Regions from separate parts of the Sus scrofa genome. Here region 2 is linked to region 1. The links are chromatin contacts, called in public Hi-C maps. All regions are on one chromosome and are shown on one strand. The core of a region is the stretch at or near the end of the contact, and the rest is flanking DNA. Distances in the headings are between cores, read along the strand shown.

What was found. Hi-C and Micro-C count contacts between places; a contact is called where the count stands out from the background.
Region 2: a contact with region 1 is called in a Hi-C map of brain, with 2.3 times the contacts expected there. The contact joins the promoter of MSANTD2 here to the promoter of ESAM in region 1. A contact is called at or near these places in 1 of 5 promoter capture datasets (liver), 5 of 47 Hi-C or Micro-C datasets (brain, heart right ventricle, liver and 1 more) and 2 of 2 datasets of contacts at active chromatin or transcription factors (alveolar macrophages and skeletal muscle).

What each region holds. Positions count from the first base shown.
Region 1 is chr9:51,987,120-51,993,807 of Sscrofa11.1, forward strand. ESAM (endothelial cell-selective adhesion molecule) reads right to left here and starts at 5,296. Exons shown (of 7, transcript XM_005667461.3): 1 at 5,061-5,296; 2 at 1,507-1,697; 3 at 237-438; 4 at 1-75. The coding sequence starts at 5,130.
Region 2 is chr9:52,023,776-52,030,940 of Sscrofa11.1, forward strand. It overlaps MSANTD2 (myb/SANT-like DNA-binding domain-containing protein 2), which reads right to left and starts at 5,752. Exons shown (of 5, transcript XR_002335713.1): 1 at 4,041-5,752.

The DNA.
Region 1 (6,688 bases), core at 4,046-6,545:
ACTGGCAGCTCAGGGTCACATTGGTCCCCACACGGGGCACACCCTGGAGGTGGCAGGATGGAGGAGCTGGAGGCACTGAGGGAAAGGAGACAGGTTGAAAACTCACATCCAGGGGACCAGTGGCAGCCCCTCCCCACTCCCACACACTGACCCCCTGCCCCCTCCCCCAACCTTCCCACGCAGGCATTTGGGGAGAGACCTGCCTGACCTCCCTCCCATGGAGGCCTCCCACTTACCCAGCACATTGAGTTCTAAAGTATTGGTGCTGTGACCTCTGTCAGTGCCTTGGCTGTCCTGCACATTCACAGAACAGAGGTAGGACCCAGAGTCTTTCTCCTGGAGGCCCTGCAGCCGCAGTGACACATTCCGGGAGGGCATGGAGTAGACCAGGGACACGCCGGAGTTGCTGGATGTGGCTCCACCGATGTATGACAACACCTGGTGTGGGGCACGACACCCCCCTCCCTTTATTCCATGCCTGCTCTGGGCCCAGGGTTCAGCTATCCCCTCCCTGAAACGGGGTGTCTTCCGATGCCCCTCCCCTGCACCCATTCCCTCTAGCCTGTACCAGCTCTCCATTCAGCCCCTGTCTCCCTAGCCACCCTCTCACCGCCTGGTTCTCTTGACCAGAATAGTTCCTGTCCCCCTATCCACTGTCTCTTCATCTCTTACTTGGGGTGTTTAGAAAGTGGTATCATGGATGAGGGATAATAAATAGGGGGGTGTATGAAGGAAACTCAGACTGCAGAGGTAGATCCAAGGAAAAAAAATATCCTTTAAAATCTTTTATTCCCCCCCACCCCCAATGTATAAGTCCAGGCCCTCTGGAACCTGGATCTACCCTTCAATCTAAGTTTCTTTCATACATACCCCCTACTTATCAAATGACCTTCTAAACACACTTTCTAGGACCTTGCAAGGAGCCAGTACAAGAAAGAGGCTCTGAAAATGGCATTTCTTTGGCTTCTGGGTAACTTTGCCTCTGAGTCTGTCTGATGTCAGGAAGGAGTGTAGGTGGGAAATTGTAGGAGCAGATGGCTCCTTGCCTCTCCAAGAAGGTTATAAAGGGGCAGTGGGAGAGAAATCATTTGGGAAGAGAAGTGGCCTGTGACAATGTCCAAATTACACATAAGGTGAAAACACAAAGATGAGCAACTTTTAAGTTGTGTGATTCTTGCTCTAACCCTTGGCGTTTCCTATACCATCAAACCTCACTTTCCCCCTCATCCAGTAGTGAAATGCCTGTCAATATTTGGTGTTCTGGATTTCTAGGGAAACCTAGGGAAAGCGAATTCTTTTGGGAAGCCTCCAAGAGCAAAACAAAAATTGAATCGATGAGGAAGACCTTGCTTTTCCTTGAAACTCCTGAACCACCACCATTCCCCGCCATTCCCCGCCCCTCCCCGCCTCCCCCCAACCTCCCCCACCTCCCCCACCTTTGCCGGCTCTTCCCTTTGCCCCCCGCTGGGCGGAGCTAGCCTCTAGCCCAGACACCTCCTCCCTCACCTGGTTCAGACCATTCCCTTCCTTTATGAACCACATCACGGTGAGCACCTCCCAAGGCTTGGGCTTGGTTGAAGACACCTCCCCTTGCAGGGTGTACCAGGCCGGGAGCACCACTTCCGCTCCCTCTACCGCCTGCAACTTGGTGAGGCCGGCGGGGACGTGCAGCTCCAACTGGGCCCGCGAGGGGGACGCTGGGGATGAGAACGAGGAGGGTGAGCGTGGAGGGTGGACCTGCCCCCCACACAGCCGGGAGGAGAAGATGAAGCTGGCTGGGTTCCCCCGCTGTAGGTCTCGAAGGCTAACCAGGAACCGCTGGCCTGGGATCCAGCTGTCATTTTTATCAGAGTTTATTCTCCCCAACCTTAGCTCGCAGCTTTTAGCCGGAATGGGGACACGTGTCTATGGCATTCATTTGTATCCAGAGGCACAGATGTCCCAGCACGGAGAAGAGGAGGCAAATTTCCAGCGAAGGGTTAAGACATTCAAGAGGAAGGACAGATATCATACTTTTGATGTACACTCTACCTGGGTCACTTGATCCCCCAATTTCCCTGGGGGCTAGAGCCAAGAGGGGGGGATGCTGGTCAGGATCAACAGCATCCCCATCACCCCTGTGTTCTCAACCAGATAGAGGAGGTGGGTGGGAGGGTTAATTGGTTACCAAATTAACCCCGAGGCTCCTGAACTACTTGACAGCAGCCCAGTGCCCAACCTGGCTCAGGGACTGGTGCTCCCTAGCCTACCATTGGGTCCCCACTCATGGGCTTCCCCAGGAAAGCCCCCAAGGGACCATTTGGAGCCCAGGAGATCTGGGCCAGTCCTCTGAGGTTGCAGGGAATCATGGCAGAGCTAGGAAGAGAATAAAGGTCCCCTGACAATCTAGTACTAAACAATCAAGTACAGAGCTTGTGTCTGCCTGCATCTGGCCTTCAGGAGTTGGCCTGGGGTGTTGGTGCGAGGAAGGGACAGCTGAATCAAGCTCGCATCATGGTGTCCAGGAACACTCACTTACTGCCCTATGAGAGGCAAAGGAGGAGCAGAGTCAAAGCCCTTTGGGGGAATAACCTTGGGCTTGTCCCCAGCAGGGCCTGAGGAAGTTGGCCACCCTAGACCTTGGCCCTGCTCTCACTGAGGACCTGAGTCCTCAGCCTCAACACTACAGTAGAGTCTGAGATGCCACATCTTCATGGCGATCAAGGGCCAACGTGCGACAGAGGCCGCACACAGGCCTAGCTTTACACCTCCTAGAGCTCAGCGGAAGGCTTCTAAGGGGCCAGGAGTGGAACCGGCCAGGATGCACGCCACCCCCACCGCTTCCTGGCTTTGCGTCTTTACTGAACCCCCACCCTTGTTCCTTGGCCTTCTTAGCACCCCCCCTTCCCATTTCCTGGCCGGTCCCTGCAGGCCGCACAGGAAACTTGTGCCCGGTGATAAGCCAGAAGACAATGAGGAGGGCGCCGCTGGACGGGCCTGTGGGTGGTGCCGGCTAGGCCCGGCCTTTCTGCAGCTCACTCCCAGAGGCCCGACACGATTCCCGCCTGGAAATCTGCCTGGGTCCCGGGAATGGGGCGAGCTGCCTCTGCCCTTGATGCCCTGAGAGACCTCCTTCAGGCCCTGCATTTGTCATTTCACTTGGCAAAAGGTGTGTCTGTTGGGAGGGTGGGGGGAATCCGTAGTAACCGGATGCACTGGAGTCTGGGCAAAGGCTCCCTGTCCTGCGCCCCCAAAGAAAACCCATGGCTTGGCTGCCCTGGGTCTTGGAAGTCCGCTGAAGCAGAAGCCCCTCAACTATTTGGCCCCCTTTTGGTCCCCAGTGCCATAGGGAGAGGGAAAGGGGGTGGTTGGGTCTGAGTAAGAGTCAGGAGCAGCCCAGGAAAAGGACCCTTCTGGCCCATTCCAGACTAGAGCGAGGAAGCAGGCAAGAGTAAAGGATAGCGAAAATGGGCCCGCTCCCCAGGGCTACTATTTTTAGTCTCCTTCTTTCTCTGAGAAACTCCCCCCACGGGCTTCTCACGCCCCAGGGGCAGCAGCACTGAGCCACCGAGGAGCAGGAGGGCAGAAAAGCCCTGATAGTTCCATAGGGCAAAACCGAGCCTGGACAGTGCCTGCCTGCCGCAGTTGCCTACCCGGGGCCATTTAACCCTCGAAGGGCTGGTGGGAGCTCGGCAACCCCTAGGGAAGCCAGTAGGGCCCTTGAAGCCTGGGTTCAGTATGAAAACTGAGGCTCAGAGTTAGGATAGAAAGAAGATGGGTTGCAGGATAGATAAGGATGATGCCTTGGCCACAAAGTTGAAATTTTCTCCCTTGTTTCAAGATCCCCAACAGGGGGGATAGGGAATTTGGGAGTGGAATGCCAAAGAAAAGAGGCCTTGAGGTTGAAGGGAGAGGGGGTCCTTGGGAAAGGGGGCCTAAGAAGTCAAGGGATCCTGGAGCAGGCCCACCAAGACTAGGGGGCAGGAAGGTGTCTCTGCTTTTTTGTGGCTGGTCTTGAACCCCACTTTGTCTGGGGTACTTCATCCCCTAATGCCCTTGCAGCAGACTGGGCTAAAGGGGACTCAGATGAGTTAGGTGATTCCCATCTCAGTCCCCATCACTGTGGTTGAATTTTTCTCTACATCTTTCCAAGCTTTACTTGCCCTGGTGGCTTCCAGCCTGAAAGTGGGAGTTATAGCTGCACCAGACAAACCCACCCTTCACCCCCATTCAGGAATCCTTGAAGAAGGATGGCAAGAAAGCCTGGGAGGCAGCATGTGAAACAGCTAAGTTTCCAAGGGGCCTTTTCTCCCCAGATGTTGCACTGGGCCACCTCCAGCTTCTGGGTGCTCCTGGGCACCTTCAATACTCCTCAAGCACTTGCTCCAAGGAGGCGCCCTTCCTCTGGGACTCCTTTGTCCTTTGGCTCTGGGAACTGATTAGGGGTGGTGGACCTCTGGGGGGGGATGGTGTCACAATTCTGCTCCTCCAGGCATTCGAACCCCTCCTCCATTTCCTGTGTCCCAAATGACCTCACGGTCATGCTTTTGGGGGCACCTCCCTTGATTCCCAGGGCAGGAAGCAGGAGGAGGGGGCAAGAGGGAGGATCTGGGCTGGGGAATTGACATGAAATGGTGTGTCAAGCCCAGAGACCAGGGAATTCCCTAGGGGCTCTTGCACATCAGCTTGAGCGGTGGGAAGTGGGGGGGACGGATGGGGGGGGGACTGGAGTTAAGTCCTTAAGCTCTTTAGCCAGTGTCTCATCTAGCAGCTCAGCTCATCCGGCTCTGCTGGGTGGAGGTGGGCAGTGGGGGTGAGGAATGGTTCTGAGTCCTAACCCTCTCCCTCACCGCACACACTGTGCCCAAAGTGGTGGCTGTTTGCCGACACAGCAAGGACAGAGTCAGCACTACTCAGTGATACCTTGTGTGGTGGAAAATAGCAGTGGGGGTAGGGAAAGCGTCTAAGACAGGAATCCCAGCCCACCCAGTTCCTCATCAGTGCCCAAAACCACCTCCCCCAGGGTCGGATTCACCCCATCTCCCACCTCAGGTCCTTTCCAGGTTCAGGGTTTCACTCACCAAGAGTAGTCAGCCCCAGGAACAAAAACTGCAGTAAGTTGGTCGCGGGGGACCCGGGCAGGGAAATCATGGCCTTCCCTGGCCCGGATGGAGTCAGGGGTACCGGCTCCGGGACACACCGACCGACAGGTGCTGAGGCTGCACGACAGCAGGATCGGACGCAGGAGCCGGGCCACTGACACCAAGTGCAGCTCTGGCCAGAGTCTGGGCGTGTGTGTGCCGGTGGCGGGGTGGGGACCAACAGGGACTCGGGGGCGGGGCATTCGAGGGGGCGGAGAGGTCGCGGTCCTCCTGGGCCCGGCGCGCCGGTGACCCGCCGCAGGGGGCGCTCCTCACGCTTCGACGGCCGGATCCCGCGGCCTCCAACAGGTCAGGACGCAGAGGGATGTCAGGTGAGTCGCGGCGCCCCGACAGCCAGCTGGAGGCGAGGGCCGAAGAGAAGGGTCCTGAACTATCGTACTGCACCGTGCCCTTCTGCCCGCGTGGGACAGAAAGGGGAGCCAAGAAGGAAGGGAGGTTTGCACATTATCCCACGTCCAGGGGCTACCCGGACCCAAACCCTAAACAGCCGGGGCTTGGGAGTTCCGCGTCCTCAGCCTAAGAGGAGAGGAGGGGGGCCGCGTTTTCCCGGGACCACTGGGGGTCTGCAAATGGGGGTCGGAACGGCAGGAAGAGGCCAACGTGCTGGCATCGCGGGCTAGGTTTTGCTGTCCGAAACTACCAGTTTCCCGGAGCCCAGGACAGGACGGACTGCGGGAGCGGCTGGGGAAAGGATGCCCATCCCTGCACGTGCCACATCCCTTCCTGAGCCCCGCCCACCCGAGGCTGCATCAGCTGTGGACGCTAGGACAGTGTTCACCAGTGGGCGGAGAAGGGGGCCTCTCTCAGGTTCTTAGAGGTGCTCTAAAACGCAGCCCGAAGGTCACCCGGGGCTTGCTGTTGCAAACCTGAGCAGGGAAATGACTGACGCAAGGATACCCCAGGAGCTGAGCAGGAAACTGAGGAAACAGGTGCCTAGTTCCCCGCTCAACTCTGAAAAGCCGCTGCGGGAAAGTAGACTGGACAAAGTACCATTTATTTATCCCATCTTCGCCGCCTCCCATCCCACCTCACGCCTGATCTGATCCTTTAATTCCCGGGGATAGATCTTGTTCGCTGTGAAATTTAATTTAACCGTCCCTCTCCTCGCCAGTCCGTCGAAGGCACCTCTGCGCCCTCTGGCGGCCACAGATCCCTAACAGAAAGGCACGCACCTGTTCTGCCTTCCCAGTCCAACAGCCAAAATAAAGATGCTTCGAACATCCGGGTATGGGTCAACCCACGGAGCAAAGGTCACCGAGGACAGAAAACATAATAACAAATCCCTGGCGCTACCTGCTCTGGGTGGCAGTTAACTGAGAAGAAAAGCAGCCGGGCCTCCTGGATTCCTTTTATGCCACGGAGTTCTGCTGTTTTAATACTGACTATGGTCCTTGAGCCTGCATTGCCCAAGGTCTTTTTCTACACAGCACCCCACAGAGCCTCTCAGCTGCTTCTTCTTCGTGTGACCTGGCTGGCTGCTCTTTAAATACCTGCCATGCAGTGGGTTTGCCTATGCAAACACTAGACTACTCATGCAGCGCCTGGAA
Region 2 (7,165 bases), core at 4,502-7,001, 37 kb after region 1:
CACACTTAATCAAGTACTACACTGCCTACCATCTCCTGGGTGGTCTTGTATAGCTTTTTAACTCTTGGATGTACATATACAGACTTAAGCTCTGTAAGCTCTTGGATGTGTATTATTACAGTTCTTTTCTTCACCCTAACATCCAGCAGACAGTAGACACTCAAGTATTTGGTGAATGGAGATCTGAAGACAAGGCCTTCAGAAAAGGAGAAAAGTCATGCAATGACTGAACAGAAAAGCACCCATTTGTTTTTCTGACTCCAAAATTAGGTTGGAATTGCTAGCAGACTAATTTTCTTCTGGCAAACAAATAATTAACAAAACTCCAGAACTAAACAATAATGTGTAACATGGCAGTCTCAAAGACCCCTATTTTATCCAAATGACTGAACAAACACCAACAACGGGCCATGTCCGACTTCAAAATGAAAAATCTTTGCAGCAATAAAAAATGTTCATATCTGTTTTTAAGTTAAAAATCCTGTGCACTAAGAAGCATGTATATTCACTTGGATAGTTTTTTGGTTTTTTTTTTTTTTTGGCTCTTTTTTTTAGGGCCACACTTGCAGCATATGGAGTTTCCAGGGCTAGGGGTCTAATAGGAGCTGTAGCCACCAGCCTACGCCACAGCCACAACAACGCAGGATCTGAGCTGCACCTGCAACCTACACCACAGCTCACGGCAACACTGGATCCTTAACCTACTGAGTGAAGCCAGGGATCCAACCCGAAACCTCATGGTTCCTAGTCAGATTCATTTCCACTGAACAAATACCAACAACGGGCCACAAAAGGAACTCCGGGATAGTATTTTAAATTAGTACTTTAGCAGCAAAATCCAAGAGTCCTTAATTCAGTTTTTGTTGTTGTTGGTCACACCTGAGGCATATGCAAGTTCTCAGGCCAGGGATCGATCAAATCCAAGCCCTAGCTGTGACTTACATCACAGCTGTAGCAATGCCAGATCCTTAACCCAGGCTGAGAATCCAACCCAGGTGGGAACTCCAACCACAGTGGGAACTCCTGCTAACTCAATTTTAAGGTTACTCAGGAAGATGGTGAGGAAAAAGACTGGGACAGGACTCAGCTTTCCGTTGCCTTTTATGATGAGGTGAAGTCTGCTGCATCAATATGCTAAAGCTATGATTAAGGGAAAGTTTCAGGGAAAAACTAGTTATTACGTATCTTCCTTCCTTTCAAACTTAGAAGAAATTATTTACTGAGTCTTCATAATTGAATTCTGATCAATATTTAAAAAACATTAGACCAGAAATGTAATTGATTCACATGGTGTTCTTTCCCTGTGAGCCTCTGACATGAGTTTACAATTAAGTGGGCTACCTTCCTCTGTACAAGATGTTCCTTTAGGTCCATATCTTACCGCAATACTTTGTTTCTATTTTGCAAATTCTAAAGCTTTTAAAAGGGATTACTGAATTTCTTCCGGAAGTTCTCACTACCATGGTAAAGTGAAAGAGATTTCTGAATTATTTGTTCTAAATTGGCATTTCTGAAACTAGGAGGGTTTGGGATTCCCTGAGAATTTTCTAAAGTAGTATTTTTATTTTTATAATCTGGATTACTTGGCCATCCACCTTATAATTGTGTAAGACTATGATTTCAGTCACCATGTGTGCTTCTATGCTTAAGATTATATTTTCATACTAAGTCTCCTAGGGGAACTGAGCTTAGTTTTTAATGCAGTATTTGGGTTTCAAAGTCTATGTTTCAAAATCTAAAGTTGCAGTAACACTGCTCTAGATTTTTATACTTTCCAAAATTCTCCTTCTAGACTTTGATGAAGGGAGACCAAAACCTGTCCTTACAGGTTATAATTCTGGCAGGAAAGACCAACATCGTTAATGAAGAAGTCTGGTTCCTTGGTTGAAATCACTTAAGGAAAAGAGCATTAAAAAAAAAAAAAAAAAAAAAAAAAAGCTGTTATCTGCCTTTCTCACCAACTGCTACTGTGGATTGGAGAATCCACCATCATCATCTATCCTCAAAATATTTTAAGAGGTCAATTTGGTCTTATCTGCTTGGAGACAGAAGAGTGATCCTCTTTTAAAAATTCTTCAGAAAAGCTCAAATTCCTTTCCTTGCTTTAGATTATGCTTCTCATAAATGGACAAAGATGCAACCCAACTTAGAGATTTCCTGGTCATTTGAGAAACAATTTTACAACCAGTGAGATTTATAATCAATGAGGTTTTGATAACATAATTTTTCTCTTTTTTTTTCTTTTTTTTTTTGGCTTTTTAGGGCCACACCTGTGGCATCTGGAAGTTCCCAGGCTAGGGGTCCAGTCAGAGCTACAGCTGCCTGCCTACGCAGCAACTCTGGACCTCCAGCCCACTAATTGGCCAGGAATAGAACCCGCATCCTCACGGTTTCTAATCGGATTCGTTTCTGCTGCGCCTCCAGGGGAACTCCCACTTTTCCCTTCTGAGTGGGAAATTTCCTTGGACAAAAGTCAATCAAGCTAAAACAATTACAAATGCCTAAATTGCACTTTAAACTGAATAAAAGTTCATGGATAGATGCTAAGCAGCACAATACAAAAACTCTTCCCCAAACTTAACTTTAACAACTTTGAACAGAACAACGAATGAGATTCAGAGGATAGTGGCTACTCTTAGCTACTACTTTAACCCTGTCTATAAGCTACTACATTAATGACTAACGACATCCTTGTTCAAGAGGGGGTGGGGGGAAATCCAAAAGAACATGTTATCAGGTAAGCCAATTTAATTTTGCAATTGAGAAAGGGGTGCCAAATTCCCAGAACAATAGTTAATAGGTTTGAAATATCTTCGTTTCTGCACCAAATTTTCCAAGCAATGATGTCCTCAGATGAACACTAACTGAACCAAGATATGCCGAACTTTGGAGCAATCGCCTTTCTCTAGTTCAATTATGGTAGTTCCTACTGGGTTTTTACCCCTCAAGGAGTTCCCAAAAAACTCCTGTCATCCCTGTCAGAAAAGAAGTACACAGATTCTGAACAAGAAGTGGTTCCGTGAAAACTGGGATAAAGAATCCTACCAGAATCTTAGCAGACACTGTGAAGAGGGACTCTGCTTACCTAAAAAACAACTCCATGTCTGCCAATAATACAAAGCTGAACTCCTGGATTAAAAGTCAGTAGGAAGAGCAAAACAATAACCCGGCTGGTGGTAAAGTTTCCAGCCCAAATGAAGCCTCTGTATTTAAACATTCAGATGCACAAGGAGAGCCAGATGCACCATAAGAGCTTTATTTATCACCACATCCGGCACAATACCTAAAGCAAGGGATAACTGGCTTTCACGAAAGAGCGTAGTCAGAAACATAGCAGGGCAAGCCATTCTAACTCTGGAAGCATCACACTCCAAGCTCCAGACCAACTACCAGCCAGGCAAACTTTTAACTGTGCCACTAACTCCGCGAAAACAATCCACTATCTGGCTACAATCAAACCTTTCCAATTCTCCAAAGCATCTCAAGACCTACTCGTCTTTTGAGTTAGAAACAAGCTCAAGTCTGAAGACAAGTGACACAAAGGCCAGTGGTCCCAAGGCGCTTTTCGTGAGGTTCTACCACTGCCACTCGCTCGAAAATTCCTAAACTGGGGGCTCAGCGGCCCCCTCTTCACCCTTTCTCCATCCCGCCCGGCTGGTAAGCCTCTGCCTGGGAGCCCCTGGCCTGGAACAAAGCGAGAGGCCCCGGCGGCGGGGGCGAGAAGCGCCGGCGGTACGGGGACTGCCGCCCGGCGCACAATGAGAAACTACCAACTTCAGAGCGCAGGAACATCCTCAATTGGCAAGAAAGAGGGGCGGCGGCAGGCACGCCCAACTTCAAACTCAGGAAACCTACGGGCTGGCGGCCATCTGGAAAAAAGCCCCCTTCCCAGGGAGAGAAGAAAAAGGCGGAGGAGATGCGAATCGCCCACCGGGCCCCGGAGGGGAGCCCTGCGCTCAGACCGGCCCCCGCCCCCGAGGCCCGCTTCCCCGCCTTCTCTCTGCCTCTGGTTCGCTGCCCCAGGCCGGGCGGCCGGTTACCTTGATGCGCTCCCGGCACTGGGACGGGGTCCGCTCGTAGCCCAGCTCGGCCAGGGCCCGGGACACGCGCTCGTACATGGCTGGCCCGGGGGCCTTGCTGCCGAACACCGTGCCGGCTCCCTCCAGCTGCTGGTACCGCGCCTCCACCAGCCGCTCGTTGCCCCACACTGCGATGAGCGCGTTCGTCTCGGCTGGCGTCCACGACATGCCCCGGCAGGCGGCGGCGGCGGCTGCCGCAGCCCCGCCACCGCCGCCACCAGGGGAGAAGGAGACCGAGGACGAGGCGGCGCTGCGGCCCCCCAGCCCCAGCCCGAGACCCCCGGACGCCGCTGCCCCCGAGCCCGCTGCACCGCCTGGCCCGAGCGGGGAGGCACCCCGAGGCGTAGAAGGGTCGGACAGCGAGGGATTTCCGTCGCTCAGGCCACCAGGAGAAGCCGGGGAGAGCACCTCCATCTTCGGGATTTTTAGCGGCGAGTTGGCGGGCAGCTCCGAGCCACAGGGCGCAGCCATCTTCCAAGCGGCCGCCGCTGCACCGCCCGGAAGTGACGCGTCCGCGCATCCGGCCGCCGCGGACTCCGGGGCTGCCCTCGGGCCTGCCTCGCCTGCAGACTGGCGGGTGTGGGCTCCTGCTGACGCGCGGAGGCCTTCTGCGGACCTCGGTCTTTCTCCGCGAGCCCTGCCGCGCCGCCCGCTCCTCTCCCTGGGCGAGAGGCGGGGATGAGGCGAGCCGAAGCCCCGAGCCGAGGAGAAGGGTGGGGGCATGAGGGCGCTGGTGTGAGGAACAGATTGGAGCCTTCCCACTTCCTCTCCAATCTCAGCCCCCGGGAGGAGGGGTGAGGCCCGTGAGGGGGCCCGGAGTTAAGGAGGACTTGACCATTTCGCTCGCTCGCTCTCCTCTCCCTCCCCTCTGTCTCTCCCGGCTTGGAAGTAGCCTCGGGGTTCTGAGGCTGACGTCCCAGGAGGAGGTTGGGGAACTCTGCGCAGGGTACATCCAGGAAGGCGCTGAAGCTCCAGGGAGAGATAGACTTTTAAAAAATATTTGGGAACCAGAGTTAGCGTTCGTACGCTGTAGCTTTTCAAGAAACCCAAGCGTATTATTTGAAGAGCAACTCTGATTCCAGTTACGATCTATTTTCCAGCTACGATCTATTTTCCAGTTAGTCTGAGTGGGTGTGACAGTTTGTAGAATAGTTAAATGTCTATTGCGCTTGCACAGTAGCTTCAAGCAACTCCGGGCTCTGCGGCAGAGTTACTTTGCAATACCATTCTCCATCCTCCCAACTTGGCAGTTGCATGTTATTCCCTCAGGGTTTATACGCTAGAGTGTAAGGAGACTAAAAAGCGACTGTCAATTATGACAGCTCTAGTGACCTCTGGTAATTAGGGGTAATCCGTCCTGATTGCTCCATAAAGTGCTTCAATTTAATGAACATTAACACACCAAATCCAATACATCGTTGTAAGGTATTTCAGTATTCTTCAAAACCAAAAATCTAATTGTTTATCTTGATCTTTAACTTAAAGGCCCCAGCTGCCTTTTCTTTTTCTTCAAATATGAATAGGCTATGCAATTTTTTTTAAAATAGCAGATATATGTGTGTGTTTTTTTTTTAATAGAGCTGAGGGCAGCTACATTTTTAACTCAGAATCACACCAGAGGATGACATGGTTGTCAATGGAAAGCCAAAAGAATAAGCAATAGGGATGAAGTAGAGAAGATAAACGTTGTCATATGTCATATTAAAATGCCACCATGACATTAAATTAGCAGTATGCAGAAACATAAAGAGGAGGTCCCTGTTGTGGCCCAGCAGGTTACAAACCAACTATTCCCGTTCCATCTGCCATTGCACAACACCAGCTTTATGGTGAACCATGGTGTAGTCCCAGATGAGGCTGGGATCCTGCGTTGGTAAACCTGTGGCTGTGGCGTAGGCCAGCAGCTGCAGGTCCTATTCGATCCCTAGCCTGGGAACTTCCATATGCCTCAGGTACAGCCCTTAAAAAAAAAAAAAGAAAAAGAAAGAAGAAAGGAATTGCAACATTTATGCCATCTCTTCCTCTTTTTCTGAGAAAAAGATATAGTCTAGCTCCTCCATTAAAAGTATGAATTCTAGAGTCAGAATGCCTGGCTTCAAATTCTAGTTCTGCAACCTTAGCCAACTTCTCAGTGCCTTGGTTTCTTCACCTGTGAAATAAGGATGATCTCACAGCATTGTTGGGAGAATAAATGAATTAATACAGCTATAGCCCATTCTATACCTGTATTAATGAATTAATACAGGTATAGAATGGTACTTGGTTCATGTAAATATGTTGAGCATTTGCTGTTATCTACTTTATTTGAACTCTAGTTGATATATAATCTTCCCTTTGTTACTTTCTCTACACCTCTGGTTTTCAGTTCTCATTTCTTTTTTCTTTTTTTGCTTTTTAGGGCTGCACCTGCAGCCTATGGAAGTTCCCAGGCTAGGAGTCGAATCCACGAGGATCTCAAAAAAAATCCTCCCTCCTTCTGTTGTTACTTCTGGATGATTCTCAAGTCAACTCTGACTCATCCAGGAAGCCTTCCTAGATAAAGTGGGTTGATTGGAAAGTCTCCCTTCCCACAAACTTCTGTTTCTAGACATTATTTCTATATGTCCCCTATCAGTCTACCCTATGAGAAAAGTTTGTATCAAAAATAAAATTTCCAGCAACATCCTGAAGTTAAAACAAAGCCAAATAATGTATAAACTATTAAGTGTGTTACAAGGTATAGAAGCACTGCTGGGTGGGCCAGGATCATGGGATCATTGTGTTGGCTTACTACAGTGGATGATCCTGGATTCCAGGAGTTGTGTGATGACTTTGTTCAAACTGGACTTATGGGATGGCTACTGTGTTCAGAATAATGTGCTACACCTTTTACTGTGGATCCAAATGGTAGTCATAATTAGATTAAAAACTTACTTGAGGAGTTCCTGCTGTGGTTCAACAGGATCAAAGGGTGTCTGCAGTGGCAGGGATGCAGGTTGGATCCCCTGCCAGCTGCAATGGGTTAAGGACCTGGTGTTGCCTCAGCTGTGGCTTAGGTGGAAACTCCGGCTGGGATTCCATCGCTAGCCTGGGAACTCCATATGCCA